2 separate regions of the Anas platyrhynchos genome follow, and region 2 is linked to region 1. Evidence: chromatin contacts called from public Hi-C data. All regions are on one chromosome and are shown on one strand. The core of a region is the stretch at or near the end of the contact, and the rest is flanking DNA. Distances in the headings are between cores, read along the strand shown.

Region 1 (4,899 bases), core at 1,202-3,701:
CAAAACACAATCACTTGCACAGTACGTCTACACTGACAAGTCTCTGAGAGAAGAGAAAGAAGAAAGATGAAAAATCTTCTCCTAAATACATCTCCTAAATCATCTCCTAAACACATCATAGGTAATACAAGATCCTGCCTATGGCCAACTGCTCGTACCTGGGTCAAGAGCACTTCTCTTCTGAAATTAAGGCCTACAAGGGGCTTTGCAAAGGAATCTAGGAAATCAATGGCTTATTCAAATTCTGTTCTAAAATCCGTGCACAATTTATGTTATTGTTTTTAAAGAACAGTACCGTGCCAATTCTGATTATTACAAGGGCACGTAGAGATGCTCCACCACTGCTTGTATCAGAACCGATGCCATTGCTCAGCTGTTGATTTACATTTCTTACAGAAACTGTAGCAGGGATTTTGTTGTTTTTAAACCTATCATTAAAGACTGAATTTATGGAAAAAAGGTTAAGAAACTAGCACTGAGGAGTCATAAATAAATCAATAAAGCAGTTCATGACAAAGACATAGTCCCATTTCCACATGATGCAGAGGTTTGTACTTGGGGAACCTCTTTCCCTGTCACTATCCATGCTGTGATGTCTAAAATTTGCTCGCATTTAGACTGAGAATTGTGGATGTTTGTTAGAGGTACAGCCAGAAATCCTAAAACAAGGCACTGCCCCCAAACAGTAGGGAAGAACTTCTGTACGTCCCTTCTTCACAGAAGATCGTCGGGGCCTTTTCTTCTAAATTTCATACCGAGCACTAGGAAACGGTGAATGAAACTGAAAAGCAGCAAGTATAAGAAAGATGCAAATTGTTACATTTTAAACAAAAATGAAGACAAAGCCAAGAACAGTAATTCAAGCCAGCACAATTAGTACAACAGACAATAGACAACTACTTAAACTGATAATGAAACCACGCCACACTGCAGTAATTAGAGTTAGAATCAGAGTTGTCAAATATATATATACACACACATCTACATACATACGCATGTGATCTCATGGTATTTTCAGCAGGTTTTAGTTCTGCTGCTTGGACAAGGACAGGCCGGCTCTCCTCACCGTACCTTTGTGTATCAGTACTGCATGAAACACGTCTGATTCAAACAGCTTTTGTGGGATGAGGGGTGGAAAAGTTATAGTTTTTAATTTAATAGGAACTCCGAATGCACAAATGAACTTGACCAGTGGAAATGTTTTAAGTAACCACAAAGCCAGAAGATATATTTTTTTAATACACCTTAAAATGTAAGATGTCTTTATTCATTAGAACCTCAACAGAACATAGACTTAAACAGCAAACAGAGCTTTGGCAAAGAGGATGCCTTGAAATACCTACTCATTAGTTCGGAGTAGGCACAAGCTTGACCCACGTCTGATCTCTTATCCTGGATTTCCAGATTTGTCAGCTTCTTCTGTTGTTTTTGTGTGTATACACACATCTGTAAGTGTATATACATACAAATACATACGTATGTGTGTTCTGCCCCAGACACAGGACTACAGCACAGCAGCACCAGTAGGAAGTTCTAGCAAACCAGCTCCGAAGAAGCTAAGAGGCAAGCCCTCCTGCTCCTGGCTAGGTAAGACACCCAGAGCACAGCATTAGAGAGAAGAGGGTTGTGTCCTCAGAAAGATGAAGATGAGAGAAATTGCAAGGGCACAGCTACTACGTGTGAGGCTTTACGGTGACTGTGCTTTCTCAGGCAAGGGAGATTGAAGTGCTCAGAGACAACAATCTGCTGGGCAGATTCAGACAGATTTTTCAAGACAAGCAGACCTCTTTTTTTTTTTTTCCCTCCTATTGAAATTTAAAAAAATAAATAAATCCTTTTAAGCAAAGTAAAAACATTCATGTGAAACAGTTTACCTGGGTAAATGACGATTTGCCTACAGAAGATACTTGCTTTAGGAATGTTCTTGTCAAGTGCAAGCACTTCCTTACACACAGGTCCGGGTAACCCCTGCCCAGCGAGCACAGCCACCCAGTTAAACGATGCTGGTTTGTAACAACTGCTTTCTTTAAGACTGCCTTGATCTGATTTTCCTCCCAGCCTGCCGTAAGTATCCCTGACATCAAGCGTTACCGTACCAGGCACTGGAAGAGGCAGAACTGGAACAAATGCAAGTTCCCCCATGGCTACTGTCTGTCACTGCCTGCTCCTATCTGAACGAGTGCATCCGACGTGAGCAGCGCAGGGCAGCCTCGCCGCTGCTCATCCTCCCTTCTCCTGCAGGAGCTGCTGAGCCACGCAGGGACAGCTGAGAAGTTAGCATCACAGCTGAGTAAAAGCAACAACATCCCCCTCCCTCTGTCCCACAGTGACCGACTCCGGAGCTGAACTCTGAGTTTCAATAAAAAGATTTATGAAGAAGACAGACTCACCGCCTGGCAGAAGCAGCAGTAGTGTCCTTCGACCACACGGTGGAGATAGAGCAGGTCATTTATGTAACTCGCAGGGAGGCTGCTCCACAGCTGTTCCACCAGCTCCAGCTTACAGCAGCCTGTTTCGAGATGCATTTTCCCCCCCTCAGTTCAATTTGCTACATTCCCAACCATACGATCTTAACTCCAAGTTCAAATACCGATTTTTATGATCATTACTTCCTCCTCTGAATGAAACACAAAATCCTTTAAGAAAAAGCCAAACTGATTTCAGGCTTTCAGCCGGAGGGTGGGGGCATACAGAACAGGGCCAAAATTGCAGCCTGCTGCCAAATCGAACAAGGATGCAATATTGAAGATTAATACACTTGTGCTCCTTACAAGGAGCAAGTGACCTTCCCTTACAGATAACAGTTCTTCCTATGAGCTATCCCAACCATCATTCCAACAGCTCCAAAATGGGCTACCATGTACTTAATCTTGTTTTGCAGTATAAATTTAGTCTCTTTTATTTTTTTAATTAGTAGCCTTCAGCGTATGCTGGTGTGGAGGTGTGGGAAGCATTTGTGCTGGATGAGGTACTTACTAGTCAGTGCTTTATGTATGACAGAACCAAAAGGACAATTTTTTGGAAAAAAAAAAGAAAAAAAAGTTAAGTGGTGTTTCTGTATTCTGAATTTTATACTGGATACCTTCTACAACGGTAACCACATTTCAAAAGAACATGCATCACTGACTAGGTAAGAAGCCACACTTCCCTATTCATTTCATGCTTTTAAAGAGCTCAGTCTTAATGTGACAAGAAAGCACACTATCAAAGTTTAGCAAGATCCAGCATTATTTAATACACTACCTTTATAGATTCGGCCCTATTCAATGCACATCTTTCATGTTCTGTACCTCAGTACTTGTTTTAAGTAAGCTGTCTGGGATAACCAGCTTATTAAGAAGAACTGCACAGCAAATAATCCAGCCACCATACTCTCCCTGCACCTTTGAAACTGCTGCACAAAGGATGTTTGAAGTGAGAAAGCATCACAGCTCCATGTTTTGCTGGGGTCCCAGAAAACTCTCCATGAGCTGTGAGCACTGCTCTGAGCCTGGCAGCTCTTGCACGCATCCACACCTTCACAGACTTGCTCACAGGTGTTCCTGCAAGTGACCAAAGCTCTCACGCAAAGTGCACTGCACCATGTGCCACATATGGGCCCTGCTACAGGCTAAAGGCATCAAATGTTTGGGGGTAAAAGGTGTTCACTAAGCTACCTTTGATCTCAGGTAGCAAAGCAAGTTAGCCAGCTGCTGCAGAAGGAGTTTGCCACGTGCCCTGCAAGAACAGGGTGATCATGATTCTCCACTTTATCAGGAATTGTCCCATGCCACACACTCTGCCAGAGCTAGTAACGCATGCTTTCTTCAAGCTTTTCAGAGATGTTGAAGTGAACAGATGAGGCTGATGCTATCCAGAATAAATGCAAGACAGGCAGCTTACTACGACCAACTTACAGAGCAGTCACCATTCTGGAGCAAAGGCTAGAGCAAAAGCTCCAGCTGCATGCACACATACTCAAGCTTGGACGCAGTTGCTTAACTCCACCTATTCTGCCTGCTCCAACTATCTTGTTTCTGATGCGACAAGATTTGAGTAACACAGTCTCACTACTGTTATGAAAGAAACAGCAAAAATAATCACAAAAGCATGGTTTTCCTAATCAGAAAAGCAACTGCACTTAAAAGTATTTATTTAGCAATTTTATTTCTTAAAGAAGTACTAACAAGGCATCTGCTGCAAAACCATTGGCAAATGAAATGTTAGAAGGTTAGGTGAGGAAAACTGAAATGGCTTTCATTTAAGCCACTTTAGTCATGTTTCTTCCCATGGCATGATGATAATTCCTAGGAAATATCACATGCTACCCGAATGAACAATAAATACTCAGGTTTTGTTAGCTGCTTGCTTAGCAGTATGACAAAGTCCCTAACAGCAACAGAAAAGGAAGACGGGAGCTCTAACAGTCTCAACTGGGTCCATAAACGTGGTTCCAGCTGCTTTAAGGCCAGACTTGACAGAAGACCCCATGCGCTAGTCAGGGGAGGCTGAGGACACCAGGAACTCGTACAGCAGCAGCACTGAACGGCTGGGATGCAAGCAGGAGCTGAGGGTCACCCTGAGCTCCTCAGCAGCACCGTTACATCCCTGGGCATCTTTTTGTCTCCCATCTCTGCTTAGGGCTGAAAGATCTTTGGGGCACATCCTGACTTCTCCATAAGGACAATGAAAATGACCGTGCATACCTCCTCCTCCGCTGATCGGAAATTTTAAGATCAGAATCTGGCCCCAAATCTTTTCTCCATTCTGAACTAAATGAGCTTCACTTGCTGAATGCAGATGTACACATGCCTCCACCACCACCACAGATTTGTCAGCATGTAAGTTTTCCAAAGATTTCTCCCACCTTTATTCTGAAAGAAAAAAACACCCAAAAGCTAGCATATGCTGTATTAATGT
Region 2 (4,966 bases), core at 648-3,147, 230 kb after region 1:
AGGGAGATGGATTAATTCAGAAATTTCTGATGGAGTGACATAACAACCTATAGAATGCTTAATGGTAATAATAATAATAATAATAATAAAAGGCCTGATTTTCAAAGACATGGAAGCACTTGGTTTTATCTGACAGACTGGTTCTTACGTTAGTTACCTGAAAGTGCCCTGGAGCAGATGCTTTTTAGACTAAAATACGTCAGTCTTGATCAATTTCTATAAGATTATCGCTGAACTCTTGGAAGGAGGAGGTGGAGGGTTTGTATGCAATTGCAGTCCATGTTAGCATTGGCTCCTGTCTAGAAACACACCTTAGTTATCAATACATGTAATGTATCTCTGACAATATTGACAAGTCTGAGAAGAACTCCACCCCTCCTCCTGTGTTAAGGAGAAGCCTATCTGAAGGAGAGGAAGTATTTGAAAGCTCAGTTAATGATAGGATCACGTTATTCATTGTTTTGGATTACACGGTGCCTGCCTCTAGTCTGGCTCCACTGCAGGGGAGATAAATGTTTCCTTCCCCAGTCTCAGAACTGGTTTGCGTCAGAGCAAAAAAACACCAGTTCTGGGGGAAGCACACAGGCTGTTATTTCTTAACAGCTTCTGGTGGCTAAAATTATCCCCAGCTGCAGGGGATGGTTCGTGTTTACAATTTGAGGAAGAAGGCAGCAATCGTAACATCCAGCGTGCCTCCTCCTAATTGCCTCTCTGACACGTGCCACAGTCAGGTTTGTGACGCAGGAAGGTTTCTGCTGCAGTACAGGTAGGAGGGTGTCCTATATTCATCAGGTACATCCAGCAGTGGGATTTTGTTGAACAGGGGAACTCAGCAGGTGGGATCTGGCAGTAAACAAGCTGAGAACCACAGAGCCCATCTCAGCTGTCACGCCAGCCTGTTGCTGCCCCTCATGGACGTGAAGTTGAGCCTTGGCTTCAGACAAACGCAAAGTGGGAACCAGTCATGTGAACCAATGTGTCCAGTGCATGACGCTGGGCAAGATCAACAGTACAGGGCAAACATTCAGCATGTCCTCCAGAGAGCTCAGGGAAAGACCCGGTCTGGTTCTCAAAAGGGCTAGGCACCAAACAGCACAGCTTACATTTATTTTCCTGCTCCTTGCCCTGGCCAGAAGCACAAACAGGCTCGCATAGTCTGGAAGCAGCTGAGTACAATTTTTCCTGTGGGTGGTAGTATTTAGAAAGTGTCCCGCCTTGCTTGCTTTTCTCAGATTGCTATCTTCCTGTCCTGATGGGATTAGGAGCCTGCCTTCTCAGAGGCACTGCCTGCTCTGGCCGGATTTCTCAGGCACTAGGCCGGTAGTGGTGATGACTTCGTAGCCGTGCTAGTAGCCTGTCCGGGGGAGGTGAATGAGGACAAGGCACGAGGACAGAGCAAGGAAGTTGTAGTTCTCACCCCTAGCAGGAATTCCTTTGAATATTGGAAGGAAATGACCAGGGAGCAGACATCAGTCATGCTTTTCTGACTCATTGGCATGTTTTCCAGCCAGCAGACCCTGCCGGTATCCTTGCTGCATGTAACATTGCCGTCCCAGTCTGTTTCTGCAGGAAGCTAGCACAAGAATTTTCCTCTTTAAAAATATAACTAAGGAATTAATGTTGTAATACAGGAAGTTTGGAAATGCACTGAAATCACTGAGGGAATAAATGCTCATTTTTAAAAAATAAAAGCAGCAGCACTCAAATTAATTAGGACCTGGATGATTGAGGTGCTCTCGTGAGCCCTTGATTTCTCTGAGAGACTGCTTCTCTCCCCTAAATGTTACTTATCACAGGATACCTATAGAGGGGGGTAGAGTACGGTTTGATCTAATGAATGGTTAATTGGCTTGCTTCTCTCCCCAGCTTTAGAAAAAGGAAGACCCACAGGAGAAATCATTTGAATGTCACAGTGGGATCAGCAACAGAGCAGGCAAAACTGGAGTGGCCCGTGAGGTACTGAGCTGTCCTTAGCTGTCTGTTTTCTTCTGAAACTGCTTGCTAACTTTGTTACTAGCACAGTGTTCGGGAGCACTGAGGGACAGGCAGCTGCTGCTTTCAAAGTTTGTTGAAGGCAAAGAGCCTGGAGGTGAAAGGCTGGTGTTAACTCTGCACTATCCTCATGGAAAGTGCTGTTAAGGCTGATTCTGACACAGGTACTTTTGCGAGCTTGACTTAGCATGTTTTCAGCTGCAGACACCAATACCTTCAGTTCTGGGTCCAGAGTTTAAAGGATCAGCTTAGTCAGCAAGAGAAACTCAGTCTTCTAATGCGATAGCCTTTAATTAGACACGCATACATATATAAATGCATAGATTATCTACTACCTCCTACTACAAATGTCTCACTGAAATTAATGGGGTTATTCAAAGAGTAAACTATGAGTAATAATGAATAATGTTAATACTCAGCATGACTAACAGTGGTAGGAGGGAGAGTCTGAATGGCTTAGACAGGAGGGTCTGCTGGGAGCCAGCATCTGATTTGCACGAACAATGACTTCTCAGAGCGGTGAAGCTGTTGCTCACTTGTTACCAATCATTAAGTTATAGCACCCATTTTATCAAAGACTTCTTGATCTCTGCCTTTATGCTGTTCTCAAGGCAGAGTTTACATGTGTGGCAGAAAATGAGTCACGCACACGCAGTTGGTCTTCTGATCCCTTTTCTGTTTAGTTTTAGTGTGGTCTACATCCTCGCAGCAACATTTTATGTAGACATGTTTCAAAAAGCCCGTGACAAAGCTTCTCACAAGGGCTTTTTTTTTTTTTTTTTTCTTTTCATTTAATGTGGGAGGGAGAGCGTGAGATGAGGAACTGATTAAGCAATAAGAAAAAGCAGGCTGAGATCAGATTTCAGAACAGTTAACGGTCCCTGACGCAGTGCCTCGGAGTCCATCTGAGGCTAAGCCATATTGTGACATGCTGGTGTGTATGGAGGATCTGGAAAAAAAATGGTGTATAATGAGCAGAGAAAAGCAACATTCAAGAAGATCAAAAGTTTCAGAAGAACAAAACATGTATTTATTTTCCCTGACAAGCTGTTAGATGGTCATCTCTTTATAGATAATACTGAATTTTTAACGTCACTGGAAGAAACTGGTGGTGGTGTGTTACTGTGGAGTGATATACAGTGAAATAAAATCTGCTGACATTCTACCTTTCTGTAATTGCAAGTTTCTGGGGAAAGACCTGCAGTGTAAATTCACTTGGGATGAGGAATGAGGAAATTAATATTTCTCCTCAAATACAAAGCAATCTGAACTCCATCAGAATTAATTCTGAAGAGATAAGTCTTTTCGTGTGTCCCTTAAGTCAGATCAATTCCTTTCTTGTTCTTATTTCTAGTTCTTGCTGTTCCTCCTAATCTGTGGTAACCTAGTTTTCTCCTGACAGAAATTTCAGCTTCATGTTACTAACAGAAAAATCTGGGAAACATTAAAAATTTAATACGCTAGAGAGAGATCCTTGGTTAGACTGAACCTAAGATAATGAGGTGAAGAGGTTTGGGAAAGGGGAAAAGCTGTATAATTCCAGCATTTGTCCTAACGTGCAATTAAGATTCTGATATGTGACCTAATTTTAACAAGCTCCATGACTAGAATAATAAGCCAAACCAAAGGAGTATATCAGATCATGGACACTGAAAAAGACAAAACAAAACAACAACAACAAAAAAAGAACAGGTCATTTCAGGATGTCTTAATTGTAAATGTTGTCTCATAGATTTGTGATGCAGGTCTGGACCAGAGTGATATTTAATAGTCCAATCTATTAAATGTCTCTTGCTGGTTAAGGAAAAATACATTGGTCAAGGTGTTAAAAGATTAGTTCCATCTGAGGATCTCTGTCAGACGTTGTTACTGTATAATTAAAGCTCCCATTAGAGTAGTCTGTCTGTTATGGCCACATCAAAAGCTAGAGTCAACCTTCTCTCAGCAGCAGTTTTGCAATGTGAATAAACGCTCACCAGAGACTTTCTTGAAGTCACTCAGTCCATTCTTATTCTGCTTTTATATCATACTTGAATCCAAGTTTCCAGATGCTGTAGGCTAATGTAAAATAATACCTATGCTGTCCACCCTCAAGGAGAATATTGCTGTAAATGTTCTCAAGAAGCTGGATCATAAACTGTTTCTCAGGGATGTAATTTTAAAATAATTCGTCTGTACTCTTCTTGTTACAACATTGGCCTAAAGAGGATCAGTCCCAATCTGTTTAAATGTAGTCTTTAGACACCCGCTTGTCTGGTGACTGTAATATTGTCTGTTGTGTGCTGGAAGGTAAGAATTTTAAGGTGAAGTGGATCCTAGGGTTCAGCTGATTACTGCAATATGTCTCTTGCATGAATTTGACAAACAGCACTACTGCTTTTCTGTTGGACAGATTAGATGACTAGGCTACCAAGTAGAGTTCTTTACAGAAGAAAACTGAGCAGGTTGCTTGTTACATGAAGCAGTGAATGTCAGGCAGAGGGACATTACAAAACTGATGAATAATTTTGATTGATGTAAATTTTATTCCTAGGCGTGCACAAATGGAAATCTCTTTTTCTAAAAGTAGGCATGCTAGAACAACAACAATGTTCTTGTTGACTTACCCAGAAACTGCATTGGGTCTCTGGTATTAACCATGCATTACATACATAAGTAACATCTCAAAAAGTCAATGGTTCTATTACTTGTTTGCAAGTGTGAGCAAGATTGATAGCTTTCAACAGTGCATCAAAGCTGAATCCAGATCTCTGGAATATAAACTCTATGCAGGTTGTGCATTGTCTTGTAACACAGAGATTCACTATGAACACTCTCTGGTCCTACTGTTGGTACCTGCACCATGACTGTCAATAAGATTTTGGTTTACTTGTGGCAAGTTGCAGTTTGGTCTTTCTTCTGGAATCTTCTCTGAGCTTTACAGCAAAGCCTTAACGTGAGCAAAGCTTGTGTGTGTGGTTATTCACATACCATT

The links. Hi-C and Micro-C count contacts between places; a contact is called where the count stands out from the background.
Region 2: a Hi-C map of liver shows a contact between it and region 1, with 3 times the contacts expected there. The contact joins the promoter of SLC4A7 here to the enhancer-like site in region 1. A contact is called at or near these places in 3 of 8 Hi-C or Micro-C datasets (F1 follicle, liver and subcutaneous adipose tissue).

Annotation. Positions count from the first base shown.
Region 1 is chr2:118,083,845-118,088,743 of IASCAAS_PekinDuck_T2T, forward strand. The region is part of intron 2 of CMC1 (C-X9-C motif containing 1); the gene reads right to left. Among named protein-coding and RNA genes, the nearest start is that of CMC1, 26 kb to the right of the region's middle. Within about 2 kb of position 2,452, at least 1 of the 8 cell types and tissues checked has an H3K27ac peak or open chromatin away from gene starts, as enhancers often do. A contact at or near this core is called in subcutaneous adipose tissue, where this site is marked.
Region 2 is chr2:118,316,716-118,321,681 of IASCAAS_PekinDuck_T2T, forward strand. SLC4A7 (solute carrier family 4 member 7) reads left to right here and starts at 1,898. Exons shown (of 26, transcript XM_072033453.1): 1 at 1,898-1,956. It overlaps LOC106020323 (a long non-coding RNA gene), which reads right to left. Exons shown (of 3, transcript XR_001195770.5): 1 at 158-4,966. LOC119715754 (a long non-coding RNA gene) reads left to right here. Exons shown (of 2, transcript XR_005263150.2): 2 at 1-115.